Regions from separate parts of the Mus musculus genome. Here all the other regions are linked to region 1. Evidence: chromatin contacts called from public HiChIP or PLAC-seq and promoter capture Hi-C data. All regions are on one chromosome and are shown on one strand. The core of a region is the stretch at or near the end of the contact, and the rest is flanking DNA. Distances in the headings are between cores, read along the strand shown.

The links. Promoter capture Hi-C pulls out the DNA fragments that hold promoters and counts their contacts. HiChIP or PLAC-seq counts read pairs in DNA pulled down with a chosen protein or histone mark.
Region 2: a contact with region 1 is called in an H3K4me3 HiChIP or PLAC-seq map of bone marrow-derived macrophages, with 4 times the contacts expected there. The contact joins the promoter of Rph3al here to the promoter of Inpp5k in region 1. A contact is called at or near these places in 1 of 39 promoter capture datasets (pre-B cells), 3 of 484 Hi-C or Micro-C datasets (the Ba/F3 cell line, the G1E-ER4 cell line and pre-B cells), 1 of 115 datasets of contacts at active chromatin or transcription factors (bone marrow-derived macrophages) and 1 of 9 other capture datasets (pancreatic islet).
Region 3: a contact with region 1 is called in a promoter capture Hi-C map of pre-B cells, with 2.4 times the contacts expected there. The contact joins the promoter of Smyd4 here to the promoter of Inpp5k in region 1. A contact is called at or near these places in 9 of 39 promoter capture datasets (the C10 cell line, cranial neural crest, embryonic stem cells and 5 more), 1 of 15 datasets of contacts at CTCF or cohesin (the NIH/3T3 cell line), 6 of 115 datasets of contacts at active chromatin or transcription factors (the 230-238 cell line, effector CD8 T cells, extraembryonic endoderm stem cells and 3 more) and 3 of 9 other capture datasets (adipose tissue, liver and pancreatic islet).

What each region holds. Positions count from the first base shown.
Region 1 is chr11:75,629,292-75,632,633 of GRCm38.p6, forward strand. It overlaps Inpp5k (inositol polyphosphate 5-phosphatase K), which reads left to right and starts at 1,729. Exons shown (of 12, transcript NM_008916.2): 1 at 1,729-1,906. The coding sequence starts at 1,809.
Region 2 is chr11:75,909,531-75,912,872 of GRCm38.p6, forward strand. It overlaps Rph3al (rabphilin 3A-like (without C2 domains)), which reads right to left and starts at 1,529. Exons shown (of 8, transcript NM_029548.4): 1 at 1,420-1,529. The coding sequence starts at 1,496.
Region 3 is chr11:75,346,829-75,350,170 of GRCm38.p6, forward strand. It overlaps Smyd4 (SET and MYND domain containing 4), which reads left to right and starts at 1,605. Exons shown (of 11, transcript NM_001102611.1): 1 at 1,605-1,923; 2 at 2,841-2,986. The coding sequence starts at 2,853. It overlaps Rpa1 (replication protein A1), which reads right to left and starts at 1,555. Exons shown (of 17, transcript NM_026653.2): 1 at 1,398-1,555. The coding sequence starts at 1,430.

The sequences.
Region 1 (3,342 bases), core at 479-2,978:
CAAGGTTGGGTAGAAAGAATGAAAAAACCCAAAGCACCAGGAAGAGCATGCCTGGGCTTCAGAAATAAAGAAGAAAAAAATCATACTCTGGGGGCTGGAGAGATGGCTCGGCGGTTATGTACTGTTCTTTTAGAGGAGCCGAGTTCAATTCCTAGCACCGACATCTCAGTTTACAACTGCCTAGAACTCCAGCTCCAGAGGAACCTGATGCTTCAAGTCTCCCAGACCTGCACTCTGGTGCACATGCTGGCGTGCACGTGCACACACGCACAATAGAAATAAAAAGCTTGTTTAAAGGCATGGTGCCACGGGGTTTTAATCCCAGCCCTTGGAAGGCAGGTGGATCTTTCTGTGTTTGAGGCTAGCTTGGCCTAATGAGAATACTAGACCAGGTTTGTTAATTTCACTGCAAGTGGACGAGGTTAATGTGCACCACTGGCATGCTTAGTACCCAGAGAGGGGAAAGGGCAACTGGAATTAGAATGATTATGGGCCACCGTGTGGGTGAAGGGAATCAAACCCAACTTCAGTGGTCTGTAAGTGCTCTTAACTTGTGAGCCCTCTCCAGTACTTTCAGCTTTATTACTGTGTTTATGGCTACAACTGTGATTCTTGTCTTCCATCCAGGGGTAAAGCTCAGGTGGTTAGTTAGACTTGGTAGAAGTTGTCCCCTTCCCTTCCATTTTGAGAATGAATCACAGCACAGTTCGAATGCCCTGAAACTTTAAGGTAGCCCAAACTGGACTCAAACTTGGAGTAACCAATCTCGGTGAGTTTTGGAAATAACATCACTACACCGGGTTCCAGAACATGTATTTCAGGTAGTGGAGCTTTTGTGGGTTCTTGAGGCATCACTGGGTAGCTGGTACTACAGTGTGCTAAAACAACACTCCCATTTCCCTGGGGGAAGTCATAACTGTAAAAACAACCCCATGCACTATCCCCCCTACCCCTCAAAAATTAAGACCCAGAGATCTAAAGGAAATAATAAATCGAAGTGTCTGGCAAAGTAAACAGTCACCATGAATATACACCAAATAGCAACGGCTTGTTTTTCATTCACTGATAGCTCTCGGGGATCCTAAATTATTTTGCTTTGTATTCAGCAAAACTAGTTTCAAGTTGGGCGTGGTGGTGTAATCTCAGCTGAGGTCGGAAAATCAACTTGGTCTGTATAACAAGCCCCAGTACTTACTAGCAAGACTGTCTCAGATGGAAAAAAAAATTTTTTTAAATGACGATCACCAAGTCACTTAAATGAATGGAAGTGTTCTCTGACCCCTATGAGGGCGCCAAGGAACATGAGAAATTACTTATAGTGTGGGCGAGAGAGGCCGAACAGACTACAGTGAGGCTCCCCATCCTGTCCACTCCCGGTTTCTGAGGGTGGGCAGGCGACAGCGAAGACCGTACGCTGCGGGACGATCACGAAGCAGCCCGAGTCCTCGAGCCGCAGCAACTTCCGCCCTCAACGCTCCTCACGCCCGCGCCCTTGCGCAAAGCAGGCTGGGAATGCGGAGCCTAGGTGGCCCCGCCACCGCCCACTCCCGCGTCCGGGCCGGCGGTATGGCGTCGGGAGTGGATGACATGTAGAGCCCGCCTCTCTGAGCCTGGCTCAGCTCCGCCTCTGGGCGGTTCGCTCTGCTGTAAAGCCCCGCCTCTGTCCTCCAACCGCACCCCAAAACCCTAGACACTCTGGATCCACCTCCTACGGAAGCCGAAGCGCAGTCCGAATCCGGAAGAAAAACAATCCGGAGGGAGCAGTGCTGCTGAGACCGGAGACCAAGGGCTGCTCCGGCTCGCACTAGATGCAGCACGGAGACAGGAACACACCGGGTTACCGCGAGGGAATAATGTCGGCTGTGAGTCTAAGGAGGCCGAGCGCACCGAAAGGCTTTGCACTCAGGTGAGGACGCAGGTGTAGGCCGGTCGGTTCCTGGCGGTTAGCTGTCTTCAGCCCAGTCTGATTTGTGGGGCTGGATTTCAAAACCACAGTAGGATCAAGGCTGCCCTAGTTTAGATACCCGAATTCTGTCAGGCCAGTACTGAAAGGGCTATGTTAGGATTGATGCACGCTCTAAACTTTGGCTGCCGAGTTGGTCACTGCAGATGCTCCCCAAGCAAGTGTCCAGTTGATTCTTGGAGCAGACAGGGTTAGATTGCTAAGGACCAACATTTGCCCCTACAGTTGTAGATTAGAAGTTTTGTTCCTGTTTTTCAGCAGTACATCATGGGGTCTTCTTGATCGGGCTGTGATCTCTAGAAATCCGAAATCAGATTTAGATAAGATCCTTTAGCGAGGTAAAGCCTGGTCTCATGCCCGCTCTTAAATCACGAGGAACACTGCTAATCGTCCAATTGAGCGTAATTCGCGGTGCATGGATTTGTTACTAATCATCAAAGTTGAGGATTGGGATGCCAAATCCCGAGTTTTATTTTTTATCCACTTAGAGTGGGAATACAAGGAGCCACTGAGTAAAGAAACCGGTTACCTGCCGGACAGCAGGGGGAGACTGTAAACAGACAAAATGACAGTCTCTCAGAGGACTTGAGAGGAAGGTTTTTGTATTATTTTGTTTATATTCATAGGGAGAGGCAGGGAGCTGCTTGAAGCTAACCAGGAATTTTTTTGTTTTGTTTTGTTTACAAGTCACACTTTAAGAACAGGCTCTGGTGGAGAAGGAAATGCCCCCCTCCCCTTTTTGGGTGGCTCTGCGGGATCTTGTGCTTCAGTGCCTCGGTATTCTTGGAACTCAGGTTTCATCTGTAGAGTCTGAGCTCCTGCTTGCTCTGTCCTGGAGACAGTCTGGGCTTCTTGGAGTGTTGCTATAGCAACACCCTCACTGAAGGTCTCCCTAAGTCTTCGCTTTTCTGAACTTGTGATGGATGTGGTGGTATTTAAGAGCTGTTGATTATTTCTCCTGATACTGAGACTTGTGGAGAGCGGAGGTTGGAATGTTATGTACCAACTGGCGACTTGTCCCAAGAGAGAGTAGACTCGTGAGACAGATAATAAGAAACCTGTTACTCAGAAACTTGTCCCTAGGCTACGTGAAGGCCTTGGCAGGATTTGTTGTGTGCCAAGGATCTGCAAGGTAGGAGAGGGGAAGGGAATACGCTGTCAGCCTCTCTCTTTCTGAGTTTCTGTTCTCGTAGCTCTGAAGCACATGGCCATGCTCAGTCAACCTCCAATTCCCTCTCGGTGCTCTTGGGAACCCATAGGTTGAGGAGTAAGCATGCAGAGTTGCTGACTGGGCCACAGAGGATGAGTGAGGTTTCTGTAGCTGGAGGGGCTAATAGGTTCCTGTCTCTCAAACGCAATCATTCTTTCCTTCTGGCCAA
Region 2 (3,342 bases), core at 279-2,778, 280 kb after region 1:
TACCCCACCCCTACCTACTGCCAATCATCATCAACAACAGAATTCACATCTTTAAGTATCCATACAACTTTGACCTCTCCCCATCTCTGCTTTAATATGAAAGACCAATTGAGTTTAGGTATGTGGAGAGACACCTGGGTGCTTGGAAGGAAGAATGTGGGTTGGAAAACTCTCTGTGTTTCCTAGGGGGTCTACTGGACTCGATGTCTAGCTCTGCAACGGGCATCTGTCTCTCAGACACACACCTGGGAGGAGACACACTGGCTCTTCTGAGAGGCTAGGACAGCTTCAGCAGCTGGTGAATGAGAGACAAAGTTGGGAATGAAGGGGATGCTGGAAGGTCAAGGGACAGCTGGGCTCTTGGACGAGGTCCAAGAGCTGAGGTCTCCCAGCAATGTGCACCCTGCCAGAGAGGGCACCTAATTGGCCTGGCATCAGAGATGGTGAGTGGGACCAATCTCATCCCTAGTCATTCTCTCTGCAGGGGTGAGGTGGGGGGGGGGCTGAGGCACCCAGATGGAGGAGAGCAAGGATGCTCACACATCACATGCGACGCCATTCTTCCTGAGCGTTTCAGATGGATTTTTCTATCCACCTTTGATGTCTCAGCTCTGACTCCCACAGGCTTCTAACGTCTAATTGCGAATTTCTTAAGCTTGGTCCCAGTTGGGAAATGCTGGCTTCTGATGCCAACACAGTCTGATAGCTGCAGGGATGTTCTTGTCCTATCAGAGCCAGGGATGGCACCCACCAGAGATCTGGAACAGACTAGAGGGCATGAGGGGCATCTGAGAGGCTCAGCCACAGGGACACTGTGTGTGTGTGTGTGTGTGTGTGTGTGTGTGTGTGTGTCGGGGGGGGGGGCAGGCCAGGCCCAACCAAAATTGAAGGGTCACTAGTCTGAGGGGTAATAGGAAAATGAAGACCTCCAAAAAGACACAAGGGAATCACAGAAGGACACAGACCCCACTAAGGACGTAGGAAAGATGCTGTAGCCAGCGGTGGTCTCTACTGAAGTGAGCTGTTCATTCAGGGAACAGGCATGTGCTCTGTATTGCCCCTCTATGCCAGGCTCAGGGACAAGAGCAGGCCCAATGGGGAAGTCTTGCTCCCTGTGGGCTGTTGTGAAAGAGCACAGGTGTGGGAGTCAGCTGGACTTGGATGTAGGTTCCAGCCCAGCCACTGACAAGGGACACGGGCAAGGAGTGAAGGCCTCATTTTCCTTATCTGAGAAATGGGAACATGTTAGTTCGTGGTGAGTAATACATAAGCATGGGCCGAGAGTGGTGTGCATTTGACATCCGCCTCTCTCCAAACTCCTCCCTGGGGAGCAAAACTTGCAAAAGACTGGGAAGAGGGGAAGAGGGCAGCAGGTGGAGAGGGAGGGAAGGGCCACTCCTGCAGGCCACAGATGCTTACTTGGCTCTCAGAGCAAGCTGCCGATCGTTGGGGCAAACCCACTGATCATTTCCACTGCTGAAGATGGTGTCAGCCATGACGGGGAGCACAGCCCAGGGCAGGAGTCACATCTGAGGCAGGAGGACAAGGGAAGCACATGTTAGTGACTGGGGTGTTGACGGGAATCCCGATCCCTGCTGACCATTGATGCTACACTCTTTTTTTTAAGGTTTTTCGAGACAGGGTTTCTCTGTGTAGCCCTGGCTGTAGTAGACCAGGCTGTCCTTGAACTCAGAAATCCTCCTGCCTCTGCCTCCCAAGTGCTGGGATTAAAGGCATGCACCACCACTGCCTGGCGATGCTACACTCTTAACTCCTCCAGCAAAAGCCTTACTCAGAGCTCCTTTTCCAAAGGCTCGGGATCTTGGGACAGGTGGCTAGGTGCATCACATCGCTAAGTGACCAGAGTAGACAATGACATCAGAGGGTGAGAATCAGAAGGGAGAGAAGGCACCATCTCAGCAACTTTCAACTCAGCTGGCAAGCCCTGCAGAGCATCAGCTTCTGCCCTTTCCCACACAGCCCCACTGCCCTGAGAACATCCCAAAGAGAGACACAGGCAAGCTCATGAGTCCCCTCAACCTCCCCAACCTTCATTGGACCAGAGTGGAAGCTTACAGGCCTGTGCTCTGCTCCGTAAGAGACCCCAGGGTGTTCTCCAGAGGGCAAGGCATGGGGTGGCAGCCAGTACCTCCACTAGGCACTTTAAAAAGTCATCGTCCACAAGGGATATCTTGCAAACCCTGCAGGAAGGAACCTTCTTTAGAACCTGATGGCTCAACGTAAGTAGTGCAGCTTAGCTGGCTTTCTGTGTGTTACTGAGCCAAGGGCTAACTCAGGCTGCCTATTACAAAGGCGCTGCTTGTGCCTCCTAAATGGAGTGCATGTGTGCGTGTGTGTGTGTGTGTGAGTGTGTGCATGCGTGTGTGAGTGTGTGCATGTGTTGAGAAGAAAAAGAGACTTGGGTCAGTATGCATAAGGATAGCCTTTGATTTCATCCAATCCAGTCCAGTGGATTGAAAATTCAGAGCCTCTTTATATTCTACAAAAGAATATTGATGGAGAAAGCTGGTGATGTGGTTCAGTGATTAAAAGCATTGGCTGCTCTTCCAGAGGACCCAGGTTTGATTCCCAGCACCCACAAGGTGGTTTACAGACACCTGTAATTCCAGTCCCAGGGGTTCTGGTGCCCTCTTCTGGTCTCCATAGGGACTGCATAAATGCACATAGATCCACATAAGCAAAACACACATATACATGAAATTAAAAAAAAAAAACATTGAGGCTGGAAATTTGTTTGCTATTCTCTCAAAATGTTAACCACATACTTGCCATATGGCTCGGAAACTCAGTTGTCCTAAGTACCAACCACAAGAGGACTAAAACATACGTCCTCATAGACATGGGTACAAATATTCTTAAGTCACTGTTATTCCCAATAGCCCAAATGTTACACTAAGAGAAGAAGCCAAGCTTGTACAGAAGATCACGTATGATCTGGTGCTGCCTATAGAGATGTCCAGAATGGCAAAGCCACAGAGGTAGACTAATGGCCATTAATAGGCACAGGACGACAGTGACAGCTAATGGCTTTAGGGTTTCTTTATGAACTGATGGAAATATTCTGGAATTAGATAGGGGTGATGCTAACAATATGTGGGTTCCAGCTCATTAGATGTTATTAAAAAATCTTTTTGGGTTGGCAGATGGCTTGGCAGGTAAAGTGCTTCCTCTGCAAGCCTACAATCCAAGTTCATTTCCAAGAAATTTCCAAGGTGGATGAAGAGACCCAACTCCCAAGTTGTCCTCTGACCACATATGTGCCATACATAGGATCACCATCTTACACATACGGTGAGAAAGACAATTGGGAGCATTCCAAAA
Region 3 (3,342 bases), core at 355-2,854, 280 kb before region 1:
CCAACCAACTCAGTAACAACTGAGCTGAACAGGAACACTGTGGTAGCAAAAGAAACTGGAACTATCAATGGCCTCTAGAGCAAAAATATATTTAAAAAGAAAAAAACAAACAAGGCCTGGCAAGGAGACTGTGAGAAGAGTGTGCTGACTGAAATTGACTAGTTCAGCCAACAAAAGACTATTCCAGGGCTGGTGAGATGGCTCAGTGGGTAAGAGCACCCGACTGCTCTTCCGAAGGTCAGGAGTTCAAATCCCAGCAACCACATGGTGGCTCACAACCATCCGTAACAAGATCTGACTCCCTCTTCTGGAGTGTATGAAGACAGCTACAGTGTACTTACATATAATCAATAAATAAATCTTTAAAAAAAAAAAAGACTATTCCAGTGGGGATGGAAAAGTTAAGTGTGGAGTTAAAATATACTTCAACTGGTGATGGACTAGGTGTCCAGAGTCGGGCAAAAGGATGCTCTGTGGTAGAGGTGCCTGCTGTGTAAGCCCAGCTACCTGAGCTCAATCCACAGAATCCACAGCGGAGTGGGAAGAGAAACAACGTCCCAGAGTTGTCCTCTGGCATCCGACGCACATTCGCCATCCCCAAGATGTCATACATATGTGTACATACTACACACTGGCGCACGCGCACACACACTCTTTTTTAAAATTCAGACTTAGAGGGACATAAAGGATTTGCTCTGATATATGTTCAATTGAAAATGACTTTGAAGATAGAGGGCAGATCGAAGGAAGCTCAGCAGGAAAGAATTAATAACATGCAGGTGAAGGGCTATAAACTAGTCTGCAGAGGGCCTTGGCTCGACAAAAAAATCTATGGGGTTTGCCGGTAAAATAAGGAAAAAGTTGTCAACATGAAACACAGAACACTAGCAAGAGAGGAGTGTTAGCAGAAAGAAGCCAACAAGCTCAAACAATTAGGTCGGCTGAAAAATTTTAAAATGTCTTCTGATTTGGCTACTGGGAAGCCACTGGTGACTTCGGTCAGCGTTTTCTCTCTCGTGACCAGAGAGATGTCTAGTAGCAATAATGAGTTAGGAGGATGTAAAAGAAGTAAAACAGCCGAAAACAAGTCCAAAAAGTTTGGGGTGATGGAGAAAGGGAGGAAACAGAGGCCGCCGAAGATAGACAGCGGCATGTTTATTTGTCTTGTTTTCTTAGATGTAAACAAACTAAAAAAACTCGTGAGTTCTTCTGCCAGTACCGGGTTGCCTCCAGCATCCTCTGATGGTCTTAGAGACCCCGGGATGCTCCCCCGCGGCCGTATAATTTCCTCCCTGACGCTCTCCCGATCGACAGCGGCTCCCTCCCCGGGTCCTCTTTGCACCGCTCCAAGGCCGCGCTGCTAGGGCCATCGAGCCCGCTCAGGGTCGTCTCCTTACCTCGATGGCCCCCTCGCTCAGGTGTCCCACCATGGCTGCACCGCTAACTCCCGCGCTCGCGCTCTTGCACCGCCTGAGCTTCTCTGCCGGGGTCCCGCGGGCTGCTCAACGATTGGCTAGAGCAACTGTGCGTGCCGATCCGCCCCCAGCGTGAGCGCGGTGCGAGGGGCGGGCCTAGACGCCGATAGCCACCGCATTGGCTACCGCGCGGCAGGCAGAGCACGTGACTCTTCCGAGGCCGGGTTCGAGGCCTAGTGGCGGGATGGCGGGACGTGAGGGCGGGGCGCTGGGTCGCAGTGCGCCTGTGTCAGCGCGGTGCTACTGAGTTGTTCCCCCGCCAGCTGTCGGAACTTTGCCCGCCCAGTCCTTTGGCGGACAGACAGAATGGCAACCCAGGGAACAGTCGGAGCTCTCCCCTGGTAACTGCTGCTAAATATAGTCAAAGCAGTGACCTGGGTACTTCTTCACGCAGTGCGTGCCCGGCGCCGGTGCCAGGCCCAGAGCTTGGCACTGTGGGATAAACAAGGTAAATCAGACTCAGTCTCCGCCCTCTTGAGTTCCACCTGAGAGTTGTGGCCGCAAGGAACCCAGCCTCAAGGATGGTAGACGCGATATGGGCCACACATGTGGAGCTCCAGAGTGGGGGTCAAAAATCAATCAGGCTTTCGAGAGGCGATGCGGTTTGAACTGAGTTAAAGTGTGTGTAGAAATTTGTCAGGTGGATTCCAGTGAGGATAGTGATGTTCCTAAAAGCCCAAATGGCCTATGCAAAAGTATTGGAGAGCCTGGCGTGCTGGCTGGCTCTGATCTGTTTGTAATCCCAGCCTTTGGGATGTAGAAGCAGCAAAAGTTCAAGGTCACCCTTAACACCGTTGAGTTCGAGGTCAACCTGAACTAAATGAGACCCTGAAAAATCAAAATTTGGGACCCAGGCGTGGTGGCATTCGAGGTAAAAGCAGGCAGATCTCTGAGTTCGAAGCCAGCCAGGCTAACATAAGATCCGGTCTCAAAAAAAAAAAGTAATAAAAATAAAAAGGGAGAGAGGCTATATGAACTGAAAGAAAGACCTGGAGATCAAAACAGAAAACTGAGCCGTCTAAGAAATGAAAATATTTAACTTCATAGTTGCTGGAGTAAGAAGTCTGGAAAACTTTGGGCAACTAAGGTAAACAGGTCTAGAAAGACTGGAATAGTAGCCATCTACTGGTATTTTGATCTCTGTTTGTACAACCACAACCTACTATAGTTTCTCAAACAGTTCCAAAGAATATGTCTGGGTGAATTGGTACCACACCACAGATTAACTCTCCTTCAGCATATCAACAGCTATAGAAAACCCCAGAAGAAATGATTTTGGTTGCGTGTCACTTGGTAGGATGAAATCTCGATTTTCTAGAACTATGCATTAATAGAAAGCTGAATCTTCATGTTCTGACTTTACAGAGCTGCGGCAGCATGGATCTACCGGTGGATGAATGGAAGTCCTACCTACTTAAGAAGTGGGCTTCACTCCCGAAGTCTGTGCAGGACACAATTTCTACAGCAGAGACTTTGAGCGACATCTTCCTTCCTTCTTCTTCCCTTCTTCAGTAAGTGAATGGAAACTTCAGGGAAATTTTGGTCTGGAAAATGTTCTGCCTTGTCATTTGGTCTGAATATCTCTTTTTTATAGGAGAGAGTAGCTTTATATTTTTTATAGTATGGGGCATTTAGCAGTTACTGTTGGTTTTCACGTTTCTCCCTAGTCTGTGATTATAGAATGGGTAGGCATAACTGCTTTCCTCTTTTGGTATGTGTTATACTTAAGTAATTTAGTATCTTGCTGTCGTCCCAGTGCTGTCACTCAAAGGATATGGTGCAGGTTGTGTAGCTGCCCATAGAAGCTCATTCAGTACTAATAGTGAGAAAGAACCCTAGCAATTGTTTAGTTGAGACCCAGAAATTT